2 separate regions of the Gossypium hirsutum genome follow, and region 1 is linked to region 2. The links are chromatin contacts, called in public Hi-C maps. All regions are on one chromosome and are shown on one strand. The core of a region is the stretch at or near the end of the contact, and the rest is flanking DNA. Distances in the headings are between cores, read along the strand shown.

Region 1 (3,581 bases), core at 733-3,232, 310 kb after region 2:
GTAATTAAAATAAGTAATATTGTTCGAGCGTATTTTAGCCTTTTCATTTTAAAACCAATAAAAATATGAATTAATAAAACTTTTAATTTAGCATTCAACTAAAACTTTTTTATATATATATTTTTATACATTTTAATCTTATTACGCAAACTTTATTAACTTCATTAATTGTATATCTATACTATTATTTAAACTCATAACTAAGTCGGTGTCACCCTCAATTGGGTCACCAACTCAATTAGGAAGTTATGAGAATGTCCTCCCATAATTAAAATAAGTAATATTATTCAAGGGTATTTTGGTCTTTTCATCTTAAAAAAACTAATAAAAATATGTATATGGTGCGATTTAATCCTACGCTAATTGCATTAATAAAAGCTTTAATTTTTTTCATTTTAATAATATATTTGATTGAGCTAGTGTCATAAGTTAACTCGACACCAACTCAAGATTGATAACAACAGCATGTATTTTCATTTCATTTTTAATAACATACATATTTCATCGTTATTGTTAATTAGTTTCAAACTATACGTTTCACTATTTATTGTATGTGATTTTAAAGCAAACATTTGTGTTCTAAATTTGTGAATTCCACACGTATATAGGTGTGATAGGATTTCTTTATGATTAAACTAGTTCCAAACCATACATTTCATTATTTATTGTATGTAATTTTTAAACAAACATTTATATTCTAAATCTTTGGTTTCCACACATATACGTGTCATAAAAATTCTAGTATTATTTATTCCCTAAAAAAGTATTTATATTATTTATAATAATATATAAATGTTAACATAAAATATATATTGTTATTTTTATATTTATATTTATATTTATATTTATATTTATATTTATATTTATATTTATATTTATATAAATATTTTTACTATTATAATAAAATTATATTTTATTATGTTATAAAAAGTAATAATATTAATATATTATTTTAAATAGTAATATTATTTTACTTTTAAATGTTAATATAAAATTAAATATCATTTTTTTGTTATTTTAATATTTTATTATGGTTTAATATTTTTAAATTAAAAAATAAAAAATTAAAGATAAAAGGGTACATTAACAAATAATACATATATTATAAATTTAAATACCCAAACACTAATATATATATATATATATATTAATTTAACGTAATATTATTCATCTTTTACATCAAGCGAAAGAATGTGGTACGGAAGAAATCAGTATTTCTGGGGCAGGAATTTTCATTTTCTTTGAAATGTGGCGAAAGAGTATTTGATAATGGCCCATTGGTCACAATAAAAAGGACCAATGCGTTTCACTTTCATTTCATCAAAAATATTATTAGAATCTCATGAATGCAACCAAACAAAACTTGGGCTTATCTCAATCCTAATTCCTAACACCTTGATTGGTTTCTATACCAAGCAGCGACAAAAAAACCGGACAAAATATGACGGTCGGGCCCAGGGGCAAAGCCGGGACATCGAATTCGCTCCTTTAGTTGAATGGGATAATTTCAACTTTAAGTCCTCTTAATAATTAAATATTTAATTTAAGTCTTGTAAAGTGTTTTCATTCTTGACCCTTCAAAAAATATGGACACCCTAAAATTTTATAATTTTGTCTCAACTTCCCTCAAAAAAAATTTATTGACTTGATTACACCAATTCAGTATCATCTATAGAATTTGGATATTTTGTTTAGCAGAAAATTAAAAAAAATATAAAAAAAGAGAAAATTGATTTTTATTTATTTAATATTAATCACCTTTTTAACATTTAAATTGACCCATTCAAGTGATAGCAAAAGAATCATTCGGGTTTGGTCAAATATTATAATTTGGTGCATCACCCAAAGTCCCACACCATGACTATATTTGTTGGTCAACAATTTCTTAATTTATTATTTTAAACAAATTATTCTTCCAGTCAAACAAACCGTAATCAACATCCAAATTAATAAAAAGAAAATAATCCTTTTTATTCCCCAAAAAAAACTTGCAGAAAAGAACACAATTGATTTATCCTTTCTGGCGAAGAAATTTTGCAAAATAAAAATGATTTTCTCACTAATAAACACAAAAAATCAAATCAATGAAAGTTGTTTGGTAATTTCTCGTAAGACATGTATGTATACTCCTCTTTGGACTTTTCCATTCATTTTATGTTCAAATTTACTTCCTTCAATTTCAAAGTCGTGTCACTTCAACAATAAGAAAAATCAAAATTCATCTCATCAACTACAGTTTTCGTGATCTAAATCACAAATAAAACTCTGGGTTTTTTTTTTCTCTTTTGTTGGTGATAAGCAATGAAGGAATCTTTTCGCAACTTCGCTGTTTTAGGCTGGATGTTTCTCCCATGGCTTGTTCTGTCAGCTGTAACTGAAGATGATATGAAGTGCCTTGAAGGAGTGAAGAATTCACTCAAGGACCCAGATGGGAAATTGAGCAATTGGCGTTTCGACAACAATTCAGTTGGTATTATATGCAATTTTGATGGAGTTACATGTTGGAATGTAAGGGAAAACCGGCTGATAAGACTTGAACTTCGTGACATGAAACTTTCTGGACGGTTGCCTCAATCCTTGGAGTACTGTCAGAGTTTGCAGACTTTGGATCTGTCGGCTAACAAGCTTTCTGGTAATATCCCTTCTCAGATATGTTCTTGGTTGCCTTATTTAGTAACCCTTGATTTGTCTAGCAACGATCTGTCAGGTCCCATCCCTTCTGAATTATCAAAGTGTGCTTATTTGAACAATTTGATACTGTCAAATAATAGACTTTCAGGGCCAATTCCATACCAATTATCTGGTTTAGATAGGCTGAAGATTTTGGCAGTAGCAAACAATGATCTTTCTGGTGCTATTCCTTCAGCTTTTGAGAGCCATGATAAGGCAGATTTTGCTGGGAATAGTGATCTTTGTGGGAGTCCTCTTGGAAACTGTGGGGGTTTGAGTAGGAGGAATTTAGCCATTATAATTGCTGCCGGGGTTTTAGGTGCTGCAGTGTCAATGTTGTTTGGGTTTGGGGTCTGGTGGTGGCACCATTTGAGATGGGTGAGCCTGAGGAAAAAAGGGTTTGTTGGTGGCAGTGGTTGGGCTGAGAGGTTGAGGGCTCATAAATTGACTCAAGTTTCATTGTTTCAGAAACCACTTGTGAAAGTCAAGTTGGCTGATTTAATGGCTGCCACAAACAACTTCAGTGCTGAAAGCATCATAGTTTCCACTAGGAGTGGAACTACTTATAAAGCAGTGCTTCCTGATGGATCAGCCCTTGCAATCAAGAGGCTCACAAGTTGTAGGATCCTCGAGAAGCAGTTCCGTTGGGAGATGAACCGATTAGGCCAGCTTAGGCATCCGAATTTGGCACCCCTTTTGGGATTTTGTATTGTAGAGGATGAAAAGCTGTTAGTTTATAAGCATATGTCTAATGGGACTCTATATTCCTTGCTACATGGTAGTGTTGCAGTTGTAGATTGGCCAACTCGGTTTCGCATCGGATTGGGTGCAGCCAGGGGTCTTGCTTGGCTGCACCATGGGTGCAGGCCTCCATTTCTGCAGCAGAACATCAGCTCCAGTATGATTCTTCT
Region 2 (3,835 bases), core at 1,181-3,680:
TCTTGGATTACTAGACTATCATTTGAAACACTGGTGATAACTTCAGCTGTGCTTGTAACGTGCAAATCAAAGTATCCCACATCTTGTCTTAAGATAGCTTTCAAATACCCGGCTCTCATTCTTGTCGCTTGTCTCTCACCTGTTCTTGACCAACAAAATCCTTCTGAAAAATGACAAAAGAAAAGCACATACAAAAAAAAATCATTAACTATGCCTCCATTAACCATTCCTTCAAGCCATTGAATGCTATGAATTTAAACTTACCTAGAAAACAAGCAACCCAAGACCCGCAAGCCAAATACAATAAAGCCATTGAATTCTGTCACCCATAAAACCAAATCATGTTAGGTAGAAACATAGGCGAAGTCAAATATTTTGTTTACGGAGGGCGGAATTAAAAACAATTGTACAACAATTATATATATACATAATCCATTATCCATTATCCATTATATCTAAATTTAAATCAAAATTAAGTTTTTATGTTATATTATTTGCCTAATTTGATGGCTCAAGTTTAATAGATTTTTTTTTTAAAATTTAGATTTTTTTTAATTTTAAAATCTCTTTTATTTTTTAATTAAAATTTTTTGACATCATTCCAACTATATTAATTAAAAAAAAATTCTTTCACTATCTAAATATGTTCTATATCTTTAAATATGTTTTAACTCATTTTATAGAAAGCACTAAGGACGAAGCTAGAAATTTGTTGTTAGTAGGTCAAAATAAAGTTGTAATAGTTTGGGGGGCCAAAAATGTAAAAAAAAAAACTTTAAAAAGGCTTCAATTTAATATTTTATAAATGAAAAGGAACTAAAATAGTATTATACCAATTATCTAGGGGCCAAGGCTGCTTCCCTGAAAAGCACCATATTTAAATATTATATAGTATTTAAATTACTAATATTATATAAAATCTTGGAATAATTTTTTTCGATTTTAAAATATTATAAATTATGTTTCGCGTTACTATCTTAATTTTTTTATAACTATTGAAGTCTCAACATTTAAGAAATTATAATAAAATTATTCAATATTATGATATAAAAACATGAAATGATTTTAATTTAGAAAAAGTGAAATAAGTAATCTTCAATTTATATTAAGAATAAACATAATTTAAGTTTATTATTTTTCATTATGAGCGTAGGATGAAAAATATTACTAACAAAATAACAAGAGTAAATATATATTAATTTGATTAATAAAAATGTAAACAAATTTAAACTAAAAAAGTAATAAGTGATATATATTAAAAGTGTTATGAAAATGAAATTTTAATAGAATTAAATTGAAAAGGGGTAACATATAAATTATAATTTTGAGGGACGAAATCTAAATTTACATGATATAAGAATAATTTAATGTTGCAGTTTTATCCTTGTTTATCTTAAATAGCCTAAACAATAAGAATCGTCTTAAAATTTGGAGGGGGGTTGGGGCCCATGCCTAGCTACTCCCCTTCTTTTTACTGATTTGCATGTATGTGCGTATGCATGTGCCTTTTTTGGAAAAAAAACCAAGAAAAAAAAACGAAGAAAGACCTTGTTTATGTTATGAATGAACATGTCTGCAGTGAAAGCTGAAGAATCACCAAGATTGTTCATCAACTTGCTAGTAACAAGCAATACAAGAGGTGTACAAAAACCATCACCAACGGCTCCGATGAAGCCAAGAGTCATCAACCACATATCTACATCATCCGCATGCATGAAAATTGACCTTATGGATCCGTTTATCTTCTTCTGTTTCTCCTTCTCATTACCCATTTTGAGAAGAAAATAAAAACAGCACCCAAAGAATCTGTAAACCACTTAGGGTAGCACCGGGTGTTTCGTGTTTTTTGTTTGTTGTTGTTTTCTTTGCTTGCCTCCAAAAATAGTTGTCTTTTAAGACAAGTGAGAAGAGAAACAAGTGACAGGGTGATGCTTTTGGCTAAGTATTAAGAAACAAACATGAGAAATGTCTTGTATATATAGCTATTCTTCGTGTTGTGTGGCTTAGAGTTGGTAGTGAAGAGTAAACCACTGAAAGGAAAAATAATAATAATAAAGGGTTTATTTATATGGTTACTAAAATAGTAAAAAAAAAAGAAAGTAAATAGACCACGGATGTTGAAACAGCAAACCGTCCACTAATTGGACCAGATTAACTTGGATCGGACCAAAAAAGCCCACTTTTAAAAACTCTAAGCTAGCCCAGCCTAAATTAGTTAAAGCAAATGAAACAAAAAAGCCCTAGTCTATCAACACTCAACCCTCTGTTCGCCTCCCCCCCCCTGCTCGCCCTCGCCTACGCAGATCAGTGGTTCGTGGCTTGCCCCTGCCATCATCCGCTGTCATTGTTTTCTAAACCTTTGAGCTTTAAAACAAAGGGAAACTAAACACTAAACATAATATGGAGAATTGAAGAACCCAGGAAATGTGAAAAGGAAAACTATTAGTAGTATAAAACTTGAAAAGTGGGTGCTGCATTTATGGGGCACCTGAAAATGGGAGAAAATAATAATGTTTAGCTCGGTGGAAGATAGCTGTCAACTATTTAACCACTATCTATTTTTAAAATAAAAATATTATTTGACGTCTAATTTTGTGAAAAAAATTATTTTAGTCATATCATTTAATTTTTCTCTTTTAATCTCTCGATTATTATTTTTTGTCAAAACACTCTGAAATAAATAGAAAAGTTAACATATATCAGTTATACTGATTTGAAATCCACGTGGCAGTTCACATGCATGTTAATAATGATTAAAAAAATTAAAATTTAAAAAATATTTAAAACTATTTAAAATTCAAGAAAATAATAGAAAATTATTAAAATTATTTTGAGAATTCAAAAAAATGTTAAAAATACAAAAACAATAAAAAAATTTATTTAAAATTTATAGCAAATTATAAAACTATAAAATTTATTTAAAAAACAAGGCAAAAAAATCCAAAACATAGGAGAATAAGATGTCTCTGATGACATTTTGTAACCTTTCAAATTATTTAATACTCATTTTGTAATATTTGAAATTGAATGATCAAGATGTAAATTTATTGATTTTAATGACCTTAGGTACAATTTATCAGATTTAATTTCAGAAATTATTTTTATTAAGTTTTTATAAATCGTTTATTTAAATTATAATCGAAGTTTAAGAGAATTATGAATGGCGAATATCCAAATCAACAGCGATCCGAATCCTATATGATAGCATCGAAATCATAATCTAAAACCTTTTTCCTCGTAACACTTAAAGAGGACCAAATCAGTGGCAGGAAGTTGAATAGGGATGACATTTGTTGCAATTGAAGTTTGGAGACTCTTGTGCTGACATCGCAGGAGAGTTGAAAGAGTTGCATATGTCGTTTTATTTAGAGATATTCAAATGGTCGGTTCGATTAATATTCGAATCGAATTATTATTAATTAAATTATTTGAAATATAAAAATTGTTAACCCTTAATCGAATCAAAACTTTTTAAAATATTTTAACTAAATTGAAATATTTCGATTAATTCGATCGGTTAATTGAATTAACCAGAATTTATATGTTTTTGTCTTTTGATTAAAACAAGTATAAACATTAAAAAAAATACATTGCTAAATGTTCATTTTCTTTTATTTAATAGTTCAAAAAACTTTAAATAGAGATGAAAATAACAAATAATAATTTAGAAACACTACATAAGTCTTGAAATTCAGTTAATTATCCGTTGAAAATGACAAATAAGACATTAGTAATTACTCGGTTTTAAATTGAATTAATTGATAATCGAAATTTCAAAAAATTATTAATTGACTTCCAACCGAATTAAATTCGACTACCGACTGATTAACCAAAT

What was found. A called contact is a pair of places that touch in the nucleus more often than the background predicts.
Region 1: a contact with region 2 is called in a Hi-C map of leaf, with 7 times the contacts expected there. The contact joins the promoter of LOC107959804 here to the promoter of LOC107959803 in region 2. A contact is called at or near these places in 12 of 34 Hi-C or Micro-C datasets (callus, hypocotyl, leaf and 1 more).

The regions. Positions count from the first base shown.
Region 1 is chrA05:100,621,735-100,625,315 of Gossypium_hirsutum_v2.1, forward strand. LOC107959804 (inactive LRR receptor-like serine/threonine-protein kinase BIR2) reads left to right here and starts at 1,983. Exons shown (of 2, transcript XM_016895959.2): 1 at 1,983-2,117; 2 at 2,300-3,581. The coding sequence starts at 2,048.
Region 2 is chrA05:100,314,880-100,318,714 of Gossypium_hirsutum_v2.1, forward strand. LOC107959803 (ABC transporter B family member 15) reads right to left here and starts at 2,431. Exons shown (of 7, transcript XM_016895958.2): 1 at 1,548-2,431; 2 at 265-319; 3 at 1-163. The coding sequence starts at 1,772.